3 separate regions of the Mus musculus genome follow, and regions 1 and 2 are each linked to region 3. Evidence: chromatin contacts called from public HiChIP or PLAC-seq data. All regions are on one chromosome and are shown on one strand. Each heading gives the region's core, a stretch centred on a gene start, on an enhancer-like site or on the middle of the called end of the contact. The rest is flanking DNA. Distances are from core to core; before and after follow the strand shown. Region 1 has its middle 8.4 kb from the start of Gm20758. Region 2 has its middle 27 kb from the start of Gm20758. Region 3 has its middle 14 kb from the start of Phlda1.

Evidence for each region. HiChIP or PLAC-seq counts read pairs in DNA pulled down with a chosen protein or histone mark.
Region 1: an H3K4me3 HiChIP or PLAC-seq map of forebrain shows a contact between it and region 3, with 6 times the contacts expected there. The contact joins two enhancer-like sites. A contact is called at or near these places in 2 of 484 Hi-C or Micro-C datasets (bone marrow-derived macrophages and olfactory sensory neurons) and 10 of 115 datasets of contacts at active chromatin or transcription factors (embryonic basal ganglia, embryonic forebrain, embryonic hindbrain and 7 more).
Region 2: an H3K4me3 HiChIP or PLAC-seq map of forebrain shows a contact between it and region 3, with 10 times the contacts expected there. The contact joins two enhancer-like sites. A contact is called at or near these places in 2 of 484 Hi-C or Micro-C datasets (bone marrow-derived macrophages and visceral endoderm) and 11 of 115 datasets of contacts at active chromatin or transcription factors (embryonic basal ganglia, embryonic forebrain, embryonic hindbrain and 5 more).

Annotation. Positions count from the first base shown.
Region 1 is chr10:111,881,440-111,884,139 of GRCm38.p6, forward strand. No RefSeq gene overlaps it. Among named protein-coding and RNA genes, the nearest start is that of Gm20758, 8.4 kb to the left of the region's middle. Within about 2 kb of position 1,267, at least 12 of the 459 cell types and tissues checked have an H3K27ac peak or open chromatin away from gene starts, as enhancers often do. A contact at or near this core is called in forebrain, where this site is marked.
Region 2 is chr10:111,899,981-111,902,680 of GRCm38.p6, forward strand. No RefSeq gene overlaps it. Among named protein-coding and RNA genes, the nearest start is that of Gm20758, 27 kb to the left of the region's middle. Within about 2 kb of position 1,276, at least 22 of the 459 cell types and tissues checked have an H3K27ac peak or open chromatin away from gene starts, as enhancers often do. A contact at or near this core is called in forebrain, where this site is marked.
Region 3 is chr10:111,518,895-111,521,594 of GRCm38.p6, forward strand. No RefSeq gene overlaps it. Among named protein-coding and RNA genes, the nearest start is that of Phlda1, 14 kb to the left of the region's middle. Within about 2 kb of position 1,272, at least 28 of the 459 cell types and tissues checked have an H3K27ac peak or open chromatin away from gene starts, as enhancers often do. A contact at or near this core is called in forebrain, where this site is marked.

The sequences.
Region 1 (2,700 bases), core at 17-2,516, 360 kb after region 3:
AGAAACGGCTAACCTTCTAGAGCCACGTGTAGGTCTCCTGAAATGACAGCAGGAGTGTGTGGGATGTCAGAATCACTCAACAGCTGGATTCTACTACGTGCAACCTGCTGCGGCAAATGAGCCACGGGACACTTAAGAGCAAGGGAGCACAGTTTAATTAAAACTGGCTCAAGATGGAAAACCTTTAATGAATTCAAGTCTCGGAGCAGAACTTGAGACCCAAAATCCCTCGGGGGAACTGTCAATAATAAAGATGCAATCTTCTGAACCAATCGCTCATGAGACCCCAGCTCGCCTTCGATGATGCCAGGAGTTGTTGTTCCTCGGGGCGGAACGATTTGGGTAGCGAAGTAACCTGGCAGAGGCTGCGGAAAAGAGACGGGCTCTCTCATGGCAGCGCCACCTTCTGTAAATCTGATAATGAGTTAATCTCACATCTGCAAGAATTAATCATGCATTCAGAGAGCTCCATATTAAATGTCACGCAAATGAAATTTCCATTTGGTGAATGCAGCTTAGTCACAAAGCCTGTAGGGGTAGCTGGGTTTGAAGAAAAAAAAATCACTCTTGGATAAAAGAATCCAGATTTGCCTTTATGTCTATACTGTGCGTCTCGTTGGATCTGAAGGGGAAGCTTCAATCTATGGGAAAGGCACAGCCTCCTGATTCCCCTGCGGTGTCTCAAGTGGATTTAGGGATGATTAGAGGTTGTGTGAGTCCTTGGGGATCCTAGCAACAAGACAGCTGTGTTAGTTTCCTACGTTCGCTGTAGCAAATTACCATATACACTTTGAGGGGTAACAATTTAATTTTGTAATTAGGGGGGTCAGAGTCTAATACGGGTCCCGTTCTCGGCAGTGTTAAGGGAAGAGTCCACTTTTATGTCTTAGTTGATTGACACTGATTCTTGGTCTGCTCTTCTACATTCAGAGGAAGGAACGGAACCTCTGTTCTTCCCTCTGAATTCTGCATTCTCGGTTCTCTGTCTGTGGCTCTGATCTTCCCCCACCCCACTTCTATGAAGCCTCTTATGATTATATGTGGTGTCCCTCGAAGAATCTTCCCATCACAGGATGTTTAGCTTAATCCACGATCAAGATCCTTTTAGGTAACATTTTTCTCAGATTCTCTCAGTCAGTATCCTCCAAAGAAAATGGAGATTATTTATGCATATATGTGTGAATATGTGATTATGTAAGTATGCACGCATATGTGGGAGAAAGGTTTGCACCATGTGGTTCGAGAGAGGGAGCATTTCCAAGCTGCGCATTGAGTAAGCTGTGCATCCAGGAAACCCGATGATATAACTCCAGTTTGAGTCCAAAAGTCTGCTGAGAATGGGAAAGTCAATCTAGTGAGTTCTATTGTAAAAGCTGGGTTAGACTGAGACACCAGCTGCCATTTTTTAGTCCCAGAGGAAAATGCCAGCTCTTAGCCCTCAGTGCGGGCATGAGGAATAGCCTCTTCTTTTGCCTTTCAGTTTGATTCTGGTTCGAGGTCAGTTGGATGAGGAGCACCCTCACTAAACAGGGAAGTGGTTATAACCAGTCTATAGACTCATCATCCCTCCCAGAAATGTCCTTGTAGATCCTACAATAGTGTTTAACTGAGCATTTGGCCATCCCGTGGGCCTGTCAAGTTGATATAGAATATCAATCCTCACCAGGACCCTACGGTTTGCAGTAAAACTTGCCTGTCCCTAGGCACCTGGGGGTTAGCCTTGTGTTTGCCAGACCCTATAGTTAAATTAGTTACATCTGATGGGTTGTGTCCAGGCGATAATTCCAGAATAATATCACAGAGTGGCTCATATCAGCGAAGGGAATCACTTGTGTGCAATAGGAATTCTTGGCTAAGCATTTTCCCTCTTTTCTGACATCATCCTTCCAGCTTCCCGGCAGAAAGAAGGGTAGCAGAGGAAACATTGGCCAACTTTGCCCGCTCATATTCCAACTTGACCACCAGAGCCCTCGGTGGCATCAGGGGACCTGAGAGGATGAGCTCTCGCTCTCTAGTCTTCATGGTGGAGGGACACAAACACAACGGTGTGATGTTGGCAATTCAAATGTTTTCTTCACTGCCCAAGAAAAAGCTCAAGCCTTAACCTTCCGTTCATCAACCAATCCACCAAGACCAAATGTCTTGTGGTTCCCCGCTCGCTCACCTCCTTTCCCTACCCAGTCTCCCAAAAGGCGACTGAAACTAATCACAGCAGGCTTCACGATGTCAAGACAACTACTATGGTTGTAATAAGATTATTCAAGTAGACACAGATAATAGTTATGTTTGTAGTTCTTTTAAGCAAATTGACTTTGAAGTCCAATTAACCCATGGTCAAACCAGGAGTAGGTTTCTCATTCTTCAGATTTCCCTTTTGAGCACACATAGCTTACCATTCCACAGGTCAGAAGCTGTGGTCTCCATATTTCATGTGTTGACTTGGAGCAGAGAAAAATAATCTTAGGAGAAAAGAATGACAAACTACATGCACAGAAAAAGGACACTGGCAAGAGCTGGATCATTCTGGATTTTTTTTTTTTTTTTGAGCGCAGTCACATTCTTGTGAAACCAGAAGGGTTAATTCAATGTAGGGTTAATTAGTTATAACCACTTATAACTCTATAAAATGTAGGTCATTACCTATGCATATGAATTGTGTCTGTAGAAGAATGACTTCTATTAAAATAGAAGAGATGAGTC
Region 2 (2,700 bases), core at 26-2,525, 380 kb after region 3:
CTCCTCCTGTACTCGGCTTTGCCTTTTGTTTTTTGGGCTTTGTTTGTTTGTTTGTTTTCAAATACAGGCTCTAGACATTGACTTCAGGTCTTCCTTCATACTGTGGCAAGACCCTGTCCTCTCTCTACCCCAAGACCCACATATTTTTTTCTTCGTTATTTTGTTTTTCTACAATGGCTTCAGGGTTCCTTGTATAGAAAAGTGATTACCTCATGAAACCAATGATAAAATTCCAATTAAATGAACATTATCAGGGCACATTGGTGAGGGTTTCATTGCCGGGGATCCCGGCCCCTCTCCAGTTAGACCTACTCTGGTGCTCGTGGAGGTAAGCGAAAAGGACAATGAAGGTAAGGAACCCAACGGAAGTTTGATATTTTCCTTTCCTCCCCTTGTGAGGGGGACAGGGACCTTATCAAGAGCCTCGAGTCCCAAATCTTGAATTGGCGTCCTGTCTCATAGATAGGCTAAGAGGGGAACTTTTCAACACACACACACACACACACACACACACACACACTCTATAGGAAGCAGAGACTCTACTGCCCATGGACTGACTGTCTCAGTCACTGTGTCCCCGCCTTTAGAAGTGATTGGGTGGTCAGTGTTAAGTGGATATGGTATGGTCAGTACTTAGTTTCTAGTGCTTCCTGGCTTCCCCTGCTTCAAAGACCTACTACTAAAATCGAGAGACAGTGCACTCTGGTACCTTTAACTTTTAGAGCTTAATAAATGTCCCCCGTGCCATCTTCAGCTGTCTTTTGTGACATTTTCTTATGCTTCAGTCTGCAAGCAAATAAGGAAGCTGGTAATGGATTGTCTCAAATCCTAAAGGCTTCCTTAGGCCCAGGAGCCATTATAAAAATGCAGGAGGACACACAGAGCTGCTGCTGAGCCTTAAGAGAGTGGCAGCGGGGGGAGGGGGCTGGCATTTTGAAGCATCTCATGGACTTCTGAGCACAACTTGCTTGTGGAAATGAAAAGGCGTGCCCACATAGCTCGCTGAGCTGTCAGCAGAATCCTGTGAACTGCAGCAGAGCTCAGGGGCTCACAGAAATCAGATGTTCTCCACCGTTATTAAACCTGGGGTTATTGCCAGGGTGCTTCACTATCTAAAACCCTCCACCTACGGTCAAAAAAAAAATTATAAGATATATTTTATCAGACTGCTTGCTTTAACATTTCCTGTTTCCCCAGAAGTACTCCTACTGTAGCTGGCGGCAAAAGTCACCTTGTGGTGTGATTGGGTTGAGCTGCGGTCTTGAATTTTTCATGTGCTCTGCCTGACTTGATCCTGCAGTGGTTGATGGAGTGAAAAGGCAGGAGGCAGGGGAAGAGAGGGATGCTGTAAATGTTCCCGCTGACCTTGAGGCGGCCCCTTCTCAATGCTGAGAGGTGGCAAGGGTGCAGAGTTCTTCAGGTGGGCAAGGTAGGAGAGCTCTGCTACAAGCACCCCTCTCTGTTTCTTCCGGAATATGTCGTGTTCCTTTCCTCGGTATACCAGCATAGCTGCTTCTATTTAAAGAAACGGTTTTGTGGATTGGCAGTCTTTCAGCAGTGAGAGCGCAATGGCACGGGGACTCATTGTAGTAGTCTCATTATCCCAGGATATGCAAAAAACCTTGCTTAAAAGGCTATTCAGTGCTCAATCAGAATTTTGCCTCTCATAAGACATTCTTCTGATTGTTCAATCAATTCCTATTGTAGAGATCTGGAACCTCGTTATGGAGCGCTCAATTCCCAAAGGGACTTGAAGTATTTTCCTTATATAATTTCATTAGGGGCTGTGCAGTACTGATCCTCTGGATTCTACAATGAAACATACTTAGTGTCTTGGGTGTGACATTCTTACAGTAACCTCTGGGATAAATGCATTGACATTATCCCATTGCAGATGGAGAAGCTGATGTTTACAAAGGTAAAGTAACAGGTTCCTATGCACAAGGCTCGAGGGCACTCGTTTGTCCAGTCGCCAAGCCTGTGCCTCGTCACGAACTTCAACCTTACCGAATTAACCACAAATGACACCGTTCTGGGGGAAAGACCTTATTGTCTTAGAAAGGAAGATGTTTCTGCAGAAAAATACAACATAATTTGCTTTCTGAAGTGTTAAGGGAAAGTAGTCACCTTTGTTGTATCAAATGTCTCTTTTAACCATCAAATTTAGGTTGAAACATAACCCTTATTTTAAGTTGTTTGGAGGTAGAGATTTTAGCAATATTAAGTCTCATTAAATAGGCGCGATAAAAACGACTTCAAGAACTTCTTTGCCCCTCTGTCATGTGGAGACACAGCAAGATGGCTGCCTGTGAGTCAGGAAGTGGCCTTTGCCACACACTGAATACTCCAGTGCCTCTGCCTTGCAGTTCCAGAAGGGTGGGGATACAAGTTTGTTATTTAAGCCATCATTGAGAATGGTTTTGTTCTTATCAGCCTATGCAGATCACAGCAGTACCCTGTGCATCTTCTTCCTGATGTGTCAACCATATCAAGAAGATAAATATAATATCTGCTTCATATTTCCTCTGTGTCTTAAACAAGAAAATATTATGGGATTCTCAACCCTCAAAATAGAGCAGCTTGTTATGATCAGAAACCCAGGTCATCCTTAAATTTTTCCACTCTCTTTAGCTATTTTTAAGTTAACTTTTTTTTTGTACTAATACAATACTATGAGTAGTAATAGTGTACAAGAGTCAT
Region 3 (2,700 bases), core at 22-2,521:
GGAAGGAAGGAAAGAAAGAAAGAAAGAAAGAAAGAAAGAAAGAAAGAAAGAAAGAAAGAAAGAAAGAGGGAGGGAAGGAGGGAAGGGAGGGAGGGAGGAAGGAAGGAAGGAAAGAAAGAGGGAGGGAAGGAGGGAAGGGAGGGAGGGAGGAAGGAAGGAAGGAAGGAAAGAAGGAGGGGAGAAGAAAAGAAAGAAGGGAAAAAAAAGGAGGGGGGAGGGAAAAAAGGGGAAAAAACACCCTCCCATCTAGGACATCAATAGCCCCAAATGACACATTTCCTCCATCTTTTGACTGAAGTGTTCAAGCTAGAGAAGAGTTCAAAACTCAGAGATTATACAAGGGAGGTGGAAGCTGGGTGTGTGGTAGCGCAGACCTTTAGTCCCAGCACTTGGGAGACAGAGGAAGGCAGATTTCTATGGATTTGAGGCCAGCCTGGTCTACAAATGGAGTTCCAGGACATCCAGGACTACACAGAGTACACAGAGAAACCATGTCTTGAATATCACCACAACCCCAACAAACACACACACACACACACACACACACACACAGGAAAGAAAAGAAAAGAAAAGAAAAGAAAGAAAAAGGAAAGAAGAGAGAAAAAAGAAAAAAGGAAAAAATAAAAAAGAAAGAGAAAAATTGAAAGGAAAAAAAAAACCCACATGGGTCCTCAGTAACTGTCCTTGGGTTTACAGTTAACCTACTTTTTAATTCAAAATTATGAACATGCTGCAGGCGACGCCATATTTCTTCTGGCATAAAATGACCTTTCCCGGGGTTTCATTCATAGCACTTGGCTCTGTCTCTGAGTCCCAGTGCTTGTCACAAGGCAGCAGGTTGCCTGCTTGTTCTTATTGGAGTGACAACTGGGCCGTGTGACAGGGGGCAATGCTGACAGGCTGTCTCTCTGACAGCAGATTGTCAGCGTTCTTGACCCGGGCACTCCAAGAGCCTGGGAAAACACTTTGATTTCAATGTGGCCTTCAAACGGAATACCTAGCTCAAGCAAATGACGGTAAAAATAGGTCTGCGGGTCGGCTTTTGTGAAATTAGCTGATTCTCAGCGTCCTCAACCAACTGAGCTCTATGCCAGCGGCATAATCAGGGGGCATTCTTCTTCGTACGCATTTAACCTTGATGCGTAAAACCCGTGTTTTAATTTAGAATTTACCAGCTAGAAATTAATGCCTGGGATTGGGTGAGATACAACGGGTGTCTGTGAATTAAAAAAAGAGGGCCATAGAAGGTATACAGTTGGAAGCGCGTGAGTCGCAAGGTGGGTGGGAGGAGCCTCCGGGCACAGAGGAAGGGCAAGGACTGCCAGCAGGCTTGGGAAGGAGACAGGAGAGGAAGGAACTCTCCCATTTCCTCTACTCCTGCTTTCCGAACCACCAGTGACATTGCCCTTTTGTCAGAGGGAAAGAAATCTTTTCCTAGGACGTTAAACTAAAGGCGTTGGTTGGTTTCTGACAACCGATTATGACAATTATTGTTTAGCAGTGGAGGGAAATGAAGAAATGATGCCCCACCCCCACCCCCCGCAACAATTATCCAATTGTAAGCATGGAGCACGTTCAGATATTAATGCATTCGTTTGACCTCAGTAATGCCATTAAAACGAGTTCAACATTTCTCCCCAGAAAGAGTCACCAGAAAAGGAAATAAACATCAGGTTGTGGAACTCTGTGTGTGTGTGTGTGTGTGTGTGTGTGTGTGTGTGTGTATGTGTGAACTCTGTGTGTGAGTGTGTGTGTGTGAACTCTGTGTGTGTGTGTGTGTGTATGTGCATGGGTGCGCATTTCTACAGGCACCAATCCCTTAAGAAACATTTACTGTGCTTTATTTTGAGTTGGAAAAGCTGCCATTCATTAAACTGTTGCCACCTGGATCCTAAACCTCTAGTAAGAGACCAGATATCTCTCTCGTAGCAGCCAGCTGGCTTGGTGATTATTTCCAACAGAGCCACAGTATGCCTAGCCTCTCCCAGTGCTCCCAGTGAGTGTTCCACAAAGGAAGGTGACAGTAATTATAAGGCTGCTCAAGACATTTGACAGGGTGCCGCCATTGGTGTTCTCAGTCTATTTTGCCAGACTCAATGTTTTTGTTCTATATGTTAAACTTTCTGCAAAAGATTACATTTTATTTAAAAACCGCAGCAACAAAATGGGGTTGTCAATTCTCTTATAAACAAAAAGCGAACTGTCAGACAAAACCCAGGGAATAGAGAGCTCCAAATATTGGAAGTTATCACCCCCACTTTCGGTCTTATTATCAGTGCTTGATTAAATTCGGCCTCATGCAGCATATTTAACCAAATAATAAATAAATAAATAAATCAAAGATGCTTTCATTTTAGAACTCTGCATGACAGACACAGTGGGTGTGAGATTACAGATATATTCGCTTGCTTCACTACAATAGCCATATACTCACCTTTCCCGTTAAAGTATTAGTTTTGCTATTTCCCCTCAGATAAAGGAATCTTACTGCCCTACCCCATTTCGCAGAGTTTCCAAAATAAACACGAGGTTAGTTGTGTACACTGACAATATAATTTGAAAAGTAAGAAGCAAAATAAATCTTCATGAGTAACATGAAGAAACCAGGCCAGAGTTGTGTTTTTTAAAGTAAAATCAGTCACTGTTTGAGTGAGGTCTTGCTAAGCCCTGGTTTATTTTTGAGGTTGCTGGTTGCTGGGA